Linked DNA regions of Sus scrofa: regions 2 and 3 are each linked to region 1. A link is a contact called in public HiChIP or PLAC-seq data. All regions are on one chromosome and are shown on one strand. Each heading gives the region's core, a stretch centred on a gene start, on an enhancer-like site or on the middle of the called end of the contact. The rest is flanking DNA. Distances are from core to core; before and after follow the strand shown. Region 1 has its middle 220 kb from the start of PITRM1. Region 2 has its middle 78 kb from the start of KLF6. Region 3 has its middle 21 kb from the start of KLF6.

The links. HiChIP or PLAC-seq counts read pairs in DNA pulled down with a chosen protein or histone mark.
Region 2: an H3K27ac HiChIP or PLAC-seq map of alveolar macrophages shows a contact between it and region 1. The contact joins two enhancer-like sites.
Region 3: an H3K27ac HiChIP or PLAC-seq map of alveolar macrophages shows a contact between it and region 1. The contact joins two enhancer-like sites. A contact is called at or near these places in 1 of 47 Hi-C or Micro-C datasets (embryonic fibroblasts) and 1 of 2 datasets of contacts at active chromatin or transcription factors (alveolar macrophages).

What each region holds. Positions count from the first base shown.
Region 1 is chr10:66,775,373-66,778,678 of Sscrofa11.1, forward strand. No RefSeq gene overlaps it. Among named protein-coding and RNA genes, the nearest start is that of PITRM1, 220 kb to the right of the region's middle. Within about 2 kb of position 1,774, at least 19 of the 83 cell types and tissues checked have an H3K27ac peak or open chromatin away from gene starts, as enhancers often do. A contact at or near this core is called in alveolar macrophages, where this site is marked.
Region 2 is chr10:66,408,334-66,411,639 of Sscrofa11.1, forward strand. No RefSeq gene overlaps it. Among named protein-coding and RNA genes, the nearest start is that of KLF6, 78 kb to the right of the region's middle. Within about 2 kb of position 1,743, at least 22 of the 83 cell types and tissues checked have an H3K27ac peak or open chromatin away from gene starts, as enhancers often do. A contact at or near this core is called in alveolar macrophages, where this site is marked.
Region 3 is chr10:66,507,948-66,511,253 of Sscrofa11.1, forward strand. No RefSeq gene overlaps it. Among named protein-coding and RNA genes, the nearest start is that of KLF6, 21 kb to the left of the region's middle. Within about 2 kb of position 1,839, at least 23 of the 83 cell types and tissues checked have an H3K27ac peak or open chromatin away from gene starts, as enhancers often do. A contact at or near this core is called in alveolar macrophages, where this site is marked.

The DNA.
Region 1 (3,306 bases), core at 524-3,023:
GGGCTAAATCAGGCCCTCTGATGGGGTGCCTCTCACGCCCCTGTGGACACAATGGCAAATAGAAAACCCGTTTGGCCAAGGAGCCTCGCGGGGCCAGCCCTCTGTTCATGTCCAAACCCGAACCGCATTTGGCCAAGGCCCGCTCTCCGAGGCGTGTCCGGCCGTGGGAGGGAAGGGCCACCCCGCCTTTGCCCTGTGGGTGCTGGAGACAGGCACTTCCTGGTTCAGGGTTGCCACCTTTTTCTCTCAGTAACGAGGGCTGGTGTCTCCCTTCTCCGCCCACCTCGCGCTCTGAGCCAGATTCTGCCAAGAGGATGAAGACATCGCAGACTCAGAGCCTGCGCCTCCAGCGCCTTAGAGGCGGGATGCGGTCGGACAGACGGCAGCTGTGGCACAGAATCCCCTCTGGACCCCTTTCTGTTCCACGAGGGGAACAGCCTGGGCCTTTGGGAACGGAAGCAGGACCCTCTCGGGCCTCTGGCCCCGTGGGAAAAGCTGGCTCAGCGACATCTGAAACCCTGGCGGCTGCGGTTGTCCTGCCCCAGACTCCCAGGCACTGTGCTGACTGCTCGCAAGAGCGCAGTGAGTCAGGCATTTCGGGAGCATTTTTCAAAAGGGGAAACCCCTCCCTCCCCGAAATGTGACTCTCTAATGAAAAGAGACAGTGTCAAAACACCAACCGACTCCTCCACTCTCGGGTTCCTTTCATTCTTCCTGACTGAGACTCTTTTGAAGACTGGTTTGAACTCTCGGAGGCCTGAAACCCAGTCCTGTTGCAAAGCAAGAAGCCGCGTTCTCTTTGGGCTGGAATGTGAGCAGACAGGCCCCACCTACCACCTCCTCTAATCAGAGGGCCAGGCCCCAGGCCAAGAGGAGCACAACCTGCTCTGCAGACTTAGGTAGAAATGCGCTGAACCTGAGTTTAAAAAAGAAAAGGGGAGTTTCCATTGTGGCGCAGTGGAGACGAATCCACCTAGCATCCATGAGGTTGCGGGTTTGATCCCTGGCCTCCCTCAGTGGGTGAAGGATCCGGCCTTGCGGTGAGCTGTGGTGGAGGTCACAGATGCAGCTTGGATCCCACGTTGCTGTGCTGGCATAGGCTGGCAGCTGTAGCTCGGATTGAACCCCTAGCCTGGGAACCTCCATATGCTGTGGGTGCAGCCCTAGAATAGACAAGAGACAGAAAAAAAAAAAAAAAAAAAAAGCCAGGGGGAGAAGGGAAGAAGGGAGGGAGAGAGGTTCCCGTAGGAGGCCTCTGCTTGGGTTGCAGTCTTCCCAGAACCAGCCCGGGCTCCTGAAGCCTGGGGAGGTTGTGTCACACGTGCCCTCCCCCATCGAGGAAAAGTCCTCGGGTCTTCAGGGCTGGTGTTCTGCTCGGGCTGGCCTGGCCGACCCTGAGTCCGTCTCCACGTCCTTGCTCACATCTGACCGAGGCTGGGCACTTTCTCTCAGGAGAAAGAAGAGGAGGAGCCGGTCCCATGTGCTGCTGGCTGCTTTGGGTTAGATGATTCAGCTCGTTTTTGTGGATTTCCCAAGACACTTTCTGAAACTCTGTTGAAAAAATCTGTGTGATCTTGTAACAAATTAAACAAAAGACAAACCACAAGGGCCTGCCTGTTTGAATAGCACACCCACAAAAACTCTGCTTCTCCCGGCCTGTTGTGGAGGAGAAGCTGGGCAGGAGCATCAGCTAAATTCTAACTTCCTCGCCCCCCAGCTCTGCACAGCCTTCCTGGCGGCTTCCTGGGAGCTGGGGAGGGGCGGGTACCTTGTCGTCAGCCCAGGAGCACGCCAGCACACGGCCTGCCCGTGGACCACCTCGCCGACTGTGCCGGGTGCCTCGATGGCCAGCTCCCGTTTTAAATGAATCGGGGCTGGAGGGAAATGTGTGTGCTTTGTATTCCGTTTCAGCTTTAGGCGCTCAGTAGCATTTTCTATATATTCCCCTTAACAATGAGAAGCATGACTCCTCCGTTTCGTTGCCGTCTGTTTTCTTCCCCACGCACACACATTTCTTCAGCAGCTGAGTCACAGCAACACCGTAAGCGCCCGCGTGCTCTCACCAGCCAGGCTTTCCCAGCACACTTCATGCAGATGGAATTTCTCGCATCCCCACCCCCGATGCCCTCCTTCCGTGTGGATGTTGGAGTTGTGGTTGGGTGTTCGCCTCTGGGCCGCTGCTGTTATCTCCAGGGAGCCATCGCAACAAAGAAACATGTATTTCCAAGATGCGCAGCCCTGCCCAGCCCAGGAGCGTGGCTTATCCAGCCATCACGCCCAAGACAGAGGCGCCCATTCACAAGCACAGCCACCCTCCTCTCCCTGGAGAGGAGCTTCCCCGGCGTCGGGGAGATGCCCTGTCTTGCAGGGTGGGTTTTGAAATGTGCGATTCTGCGAAGCAGCGGCAAGGACAGTATCCTTTGCTCTTTCTTGGGTAGGCTGTTTTGTTGCCACTGTTACTCCTAGGCCGCCTCGAGAACAGCAGGCTCAGCCCTTAGAGAATTCTCAGATTGGAAGGAATGCACAGACTCAGAAATCTAACACACACACACACACACACACAGAAGGCGGGGCCTCGTGTGTTTTGCCAAAAACCATCTAGAATTTCCTGTTTTCCAAGTCTAGGATGTTACTTTACCTTTTGGGATCAGGTTTTCCATGTTCCTGGGATCTGGAACTTTCTATTTCTGACTTCTCTGAGGATGTATGAAAGACATTCAGTGGGCGTCTTGTAAAAACTGTACTGTTTCTCCCCCTTTTTGAAAAAATTTGAGATATAGTTGATTTATAACATGTTTCAGTTGTACAGCATAGAGATTCATAATTTTTAAAGGTTATACGTCACTTATAGTTATTACCAGTGTTACCTAATTCCCTGTGCTGTACAAGATAACATTGTAGCTTATTTATTTTATATACAGTAGTTTGTACCTCTTAATCCCTTCCTCCTGTCTTGCTCCTTCCCCCACTGGTAACCACTAGTGTCTTCTCTGTATCCATGGGTCTTTTTCTTTTTTGTCATGTTCACTGGTTTGTTTTAGATTCCACATACAGGTGATGGCATACAATATTTGTCTTTGTCTTAGTGAAAGTGACTTCTGTCAGTAAGCATGATGCCTCCAAGTCCATCCATGTTGCTGCACATGGCATTCATTGGTTCTTTTTTATGACCGAGTGGTATGCCATTGTGTGTTAAGTGCCACATCTTCTTTATCCTGTCATCTGTTGGTGGACACTTAGGGTTCCTCTGCATCTTGGCTGTTGTTAATAATGCTGCTGTGAACATTGGGGTGTTCATATCTTTTT
Region 2 (3,306 bases), core at 493-2,992, 370 kb before region 1:
AGCGACGTTATCACTGGTCATGCACCGGAGTTTAAGAGTGACTTCATGTCACCTCATTTTATTGGCTTTCGCTTTGTGGGGCTTTGTGGACACACGTGTTTTACGGACCGAAGGGAAGAGCAAGTCTCCAGGTGTCATTTTTGCGATGGCATTGGCTCCCGTCATGTCTCTGTCAGACGTGGGCAGGCCTCACAACAGTTCAATCTTTATTATTCTTAGTGCTATGATATTTGTTACGGTGACCTGTGGTTGGTGATCTTTGCGGCCCCTCTTGTGATTGTTCTGGCATTTTTAGCAGTAGCGTATTTCTAAATGAAGGTGTGAATGTGTTTTAGGTATAACACTGTGTCACACTTAAGAGATTATAGTAGTCTGACTTTTATATGCACTGGGAAACCAAAAAACATGTGTGGCTTGCTTTATTGCAATATTCACTTTATTTCAGTGGTCTGGAACCAAACCCAAAATCTCTCTGAGGTCTGCCTGGGTCTGGAATTTCCCCATATTAGAACCTCTGCTCTTTATCTGATTTGCATGCATATTAGAACCACGTTTCCAATTTTTCAGCAATCTTTATTAAGGAATATCAGCAATTTCTTTGCAAGGCACTCATAAAACCAAAGGCCCCGTGAGGACACAGGGAGAAGACAGCCATCTGCAAGCCAGGAAGCAGGTTCTCACCAGATTCTGAACCTGCCAGCACCTTCCTTGACCTTGGACTTCCAGCCTCCACAGCGAGGAGAAGATGAATCTGTCGTTGAAGTCTGTGGTATTTTGTTACAGCAGCCAGAGCGGACTGAAACAATTGGTTAAATGGTTACTCCCGGAATTATGCTGACATAGTTAAATCCAGAGTTTGAGAATTATTTAATATCCGAGCCATGTGGACTTTATCTAAAACTCCTGATCTTCACAGCCCTGTCTAAACTGATGGTACCTGATTGCTGAGCTCGCTCTAGAATCTGAGACCTTAACATGGTCGAGAAGCTTCAGAGTGGCTCCGTGTTGCCAGGATTTTACCGAATGAAGCCATGATGTTCATATCTGTATCTCCGGCCAAATGCGAAGCCGCTCCTCAAAATACTCTACATGACTCATGATCTCAGTGCAGTTATAGGAAACATTATTCATTGTCTAATAATCACTAATGTGTGCTGGCCACTGTGCCTGAGGCACTGCTCTGCTCACTCTGTGTACGTGATTGTGGCCCCTCTTTCCATGGCCTTTGGGATCAGGTCCAGAGAGCCTATTGCCAAGGAGAGTGCCTCCTCTGAGGCTCAGAGAGGTTGGGGAGCTGTCTCAAAGTCAAGCAGCTCGTGAAGGGTTGAGCCTGAGATTGAGCCCAAGGCATCTGACAGCTGAGAATGTGTGCTTAATCGTATTCCCGGGGGGCTGTGTCTGGCGGCTGTTCTATCTGATGAGTCACCGCTGCTGCTGAGCATCTTTGGCAAACCCGACAGCCATCCTGACGTGCTGTTACACAGGGAAAATCCTCTGAGCTTCACCTCGCATAAATACACTGCAGAAAATCCCCGTCGAGTGGTGGAGACTTTCCTCGTGCGTCCCCCTCCTCACTGGCACCAAACAGACAGAAAAGAATGGCTTCGTGGTCTCAGCAAGAGAAAACTATCCATCCAACTGAATGTTTGGCCTTGGTGATTTGAAATGGTAGACTGGCTTCACTAAACCAGCTACATGCCAAGTTCCCCTTTTCCTTTGTCCTGTGCAAACACCACTTCAGCATGAGCGCTCTGTTGGCACAACAGGTGATGCAACCGGACAAGACGAGTTTTTCATCAGGGCGACCAGGGGGAACTATCCATGCATTTCTTACAGAAACCTATACATTCATCGGCATGTGTGTTTTATAGGCTCGAGGTTTCCTCCCCCATTGAGATGCTCTGCTCTTTCATTTGGAAAACAGTTTCTTCATAAATCATAACCCTCCAAGGGACATTCTATGAACAGAGAACCCTGACAACGGTCATCTGTTTGAACTGAACATTCAAATTACAGTTCACGTGGGCTTTCAGAGGATATTTGCATTATTTCCTTCCCCCAGACGATGCCAGATTTTTCTGCAACCATTTGAAACCATCATTTATGAGTCTACTCAAAAAAAGAGAGAGATGTGCCATATTACATATATATATCTTAACATGGGCAGAGAAAGCTAGCAAGAACTTATGCTACTGCAAGTTGGCTGACTACACACAATGAGATGAGCGTCAGGAATAAGGACAATCCATGAGATTAACTGGCCACGTGGCGCCCGCCAGGCACTGCTCTAGGAGCTTAATTTTCATGAGCTCCTTACCCTGTGAGGATGACACCTATTTTCATCTACATTTTTTATATACTTACTTCTGCGAGTTTATCACTGACGGGGTCGGGGGGGAGTTTTCCATGGCAAGCAAGCAGTACTGGAAAACTGGCTGCCTCCTTTTCCAAAGGGAATTGATTTTGTTACAATTTTATCGCTTTTTTGGGTTTTTTTTTTTTGAGGAGGGCAAACAGACTCATCATGATTCATTATGAAGTCCATGCCAGTTGAGCGAATATATTTAGCATATGAATAAAAGTGAAAATAGTTCTGTGTTTGCGTATACTTATTAGAAACCACTATCCCTTTGATTCTTAGAAGCTTATACAATCCTGGACAATGAGATCATAAGCAAGGAAAACCCAACTGACAAAATCCCCTAGAAAGCCCTGGATTTTTTTTTTAGACCATTCAAATACAATTTCCTCTTAAAATAGCTCAGAGAAGAGTGAGTTGCCATTAAAAGGTTTCCATGAAAGAAATGTTGCTATCAAGATGTAACAATTAAAATGCCAACACGGTTCTGAAGTGCAAGAGAACAGAAAACCAAACACAACTTTGTCTAAGCAAACCTAACTGGATTTGTGATCCTGACTCCATAGCAAAAAGAATTGAGAACACATTTTATTAGAGAATTCGGACCCACTAAGTACACTGTACCTTTTGAGGATTACATGCGACAGCCAGGTTCTAAACTTGTTCATAGACAAGTCACTGAATTTCTGATCGGGGTATTTATTAAACTGTTTCGGATAAGCCGTTCTCGTCGTGTATATATATTTTTCCAAATACAACTGAATCGCATTGATCCCAAGGCTCAATGGACAGGCGAAGCCGTATCAGCGGGCAGAGTTCACTTAATGATGACTTGAACAGATGCGACTCAGCATCTGTCCTGATGTGTCTGTGTCTAAAAGGACAAAGAGTGCCACTTTTGATCTCTGAAAAGGACCCGAGAGATTTCAGCCAGCCCCCATCTCTCC
Region 3 (3,306 bases), core at 589-3,088, 270 kb before region 1:
GCTCTGGAGTGGCCACCTTCTGACGTCCGAAGGGGTTAGGGATGTCAGCACCTCAGGAGGCAGGGCCTGGAGAGGAGGAGTTTCCCCTTGGCAGGTGCTGGCCTTTTAGAGCAGATGGTAAAACTGTTGGATCCACCCCCGCGAACATGGCCTCAGCCTGGACTGATTGCAGCACCGCAGCTTTCTTTCCCTGCCTGTGACTCCTCGCGTGTGACGCCCTGGGTCTGGACGACAAATGCTATTAATCCGGTAGTGTTAGTGTCAGAGCTGAGAGGAGAACCAGGCCTTTGGCTCTGCTCTCTTGTCTGCTTCCTGCTGAATCACGGTCATGACCGATTCCCTGACCTTGGACACTGCGGGCAAGCCGCGTGGCGTGCGGGGGATGGAGTACGGGTTGCCACAGGATCAGCCCTCATCCTGTGCAGCCTGGGCTTGCGAGGCCCACTGCTGCTCTGCAGGTGTCACACAGCTGCTGTGGACCGACCGTTGTGTCCCCCGAATCCACACGGCACATTGAAGATCACCTCCTGTTAGTCTCCCCCAAACCGTGAGCACAGGATTTACGGTCCCTGTTTCAGGATGGTGGTCCCTAAGGCCCAGCATGCCCGTGTCCCTGACCCCAGCCCATCACCCAGACCTTTAACAGCTAAACTGTCCGTGACCCCTCAGCAATGCCGAATAACTGGGGTGTTAGCCAGGCTCACGGGGAGCAGGTTTTCATCGAGGCGTGGCAGTGACCCGGGTCTCCTGGGCTGGCACCCCAGGTGGCTTGTGAGTCAGGAGAGGGGCACTGGGGTGGGGCCGTCAAGCAAAGCTGCATTTTCTTGTCCATTCACGCCATTGTGGGAAAATCTGTCAAGCCTCGGGAAAGTGGCCGGACACGTTTCTCCGTAAGCTCCTGGGCACACATGCAAGAGGTGCCACACCCCTGACCTCACAGAAGAGGGAAGGCCTGGCTGAGGCTCCCTGAAGAAATGCAAGGCATGTCCACATAAATCTGGATTGTCAGGCAGTGACTTGTGCCCTGAGAGGCCCTGTGGGGCAAGAGAATGAGATGGGCTGGAAACTGAGTTCCAGCCCTGTTGGCCACGTCTGAGCTGTGTGGCTGTGGGTGAGTCCCTCGACCTCTCTGAGCCTTCACTGCAACATCTTGTTTGCGAGCTGTTGCTTGCCGGAACTTGTTTGCATGTATGTCCTGTTTCCTAAGTCTGCAAATTCAGCAGGTCAAAAGCAAGAACCCGAAGGATGAGAGAATTAACCGAAGGGGATGGATCCCACACGGGGACCCTGGCTCACGACCTTTTCTGCAGCTCATTTAGTCTTCCATTTTAATTAATGTGTCCGACTTCTTTTTTGCCTAATGCTCCTTTCCACAGAGTCGGTGGTGACTTTATCTCCATGCACAGTTCTTTTTCAAGCCCCAGATGTTTGGCATAGAAATGAACCAAAAAGCTGGGGTTTGAGATGCTTCTCTGCTTCCTCAAGAAAGTCTGGAGAGAGGACCCAGCTGAGCAGCCCGGCCGGGCGGGCAGAAGGGTCCTCGGAGCTGCAGCTCTGGTGGAGAAATACCTCCTTAATGCAGTACATGGAGAGCAGGAAATGAGGTGCTTTTACTGTTTTATTGCTTGCGGAGTCGAATCGAAGTCAAGAGGCAGAAGTCACGACGACTCAAGAGGTCTTGAAAACATGGCAAGCCTCTTAGAGAATGGCACGCTTTTATACAGCCTGTGCGGAGAGAAAATTGTGATTAAGGATCTGTAATTTTTATTTGCAGACTTTCAGTTCTGCTCTCACTTGGTTGAAACCATCGTTTCCGTCTTTCATTTCCTGTATTGGGTATGTCCCCGAGAACAGCTTCTCTGCACGTCTACACTGCCTGGATCTCGGCACTTTGAGGAGCGGGGCCGTGCCTGTGCCTCCTGCCTGGAGGGAGGACTCTGGTTCACCTCTAGGAGCCCTTGCCAACGGGGACCTGAGCACGCGAAGGTCTGGGCGCCCGAAAGGGTGCTCGTACCCATGCCCACAGCCACGCACACAACTGAAGGCTGGAGAGCAAATGCAGAAGTCGCTAGTGGGAGAAAATGCCATTGCCAACTGCACATGGAACTAAGGTTTCGAACCAGATGGAAAATCAGAAGATTCTGAGGAACTTGAAAGTTACCCGAGAACTTGTGCTCTGAGATTAAAAACTCAACCTTTCTTCATCCTAAATATCATGCAGATTCTGACTCCTAAATGTGCAGCAAAAACCTCAAAAAAAAAAAAAAAAAAAAAAAAGAAAGAGTAAGGAGAAACATGCATGTTTTGTGTGCATTTTGAAAAAGAAGGTACTGGTCAATACCAATCTTTAGTTTTCTCCCTGACGCTAAAAGTGAAGCTCGAATTCCTTGGCTGAGCATGAAACCGGGAGCTCAGACGCGGAGAGATGAGGCCATGGGCGCCTCCGGGCCTGTGCTGGTCACACTCCCAGCGTTCTTGTCGCGGTCCACCACCTCCCAGGCCTTCACCATGTTGAAAGTTTAAGAGCACGTATCCCCCGGGGCATTCTGAGAATGTCCTAGAACATATTTGGAAAGGGAAACAGAAAGGCCCTTTTATTTTTTAGGAACCATTGTCTCAATGATCTCATCCTGGAGAGTGACGGGAAGGACCCAGGCAGCGTCAGCTCTGATTCTGGCCTCTGAGCCCCGTGCTGCCCGAGGTCTGCTTCTCGAATCCACCTCAGGGCTGCGCGGGGGCCCCTGGCTGTGATCCCGGGGAAGGAAAGAGGGAGGGCACGGCCCCCCAGCACCCGGGACCCACCTCGGAGCATCCTGCCTCTTCTGCAGATGGGCCCGCGTGAGCGAGATGCACAGAGCTCTGCTCCCCGCCTCCCCCCCCCCCCCCGCCTCCACGGGGAGCGGGGGTGGGGGTGGGGGGTGGAGGAAAGGACAGTGGTCGCTCCCTTCCAAGTCACATCCTGCCCAAAAGCTCCATCAGGAGGAAGCGGCGTGGGGCCACCGTGACAGAGGACTTCAGCCTGGCGGTCTTCCTCAATCACCCTTTTTGCTCTTTTGTCCTTCACTGTCCTTGGCCCTTCCTCCCTTAGCCCCCAGGGCTCTGCCAGTGCTTCTCCCTGTGAAGCCTGAAAATTTCACAAGACACAGACCCTAGAGTATCTCCTAGGACAGAGCCTGAACCACAGGGGCCACTCTTAGAAACAGTCCTTTGCCTTGTGGTTGGGGGGTTCGCTGGGGAGCTCTTGGGGCTCTTTACTGTCCAAGGTTGAGACCTAACAGCTTGGCTGCAGGAGCTGTCTTCTGTGCC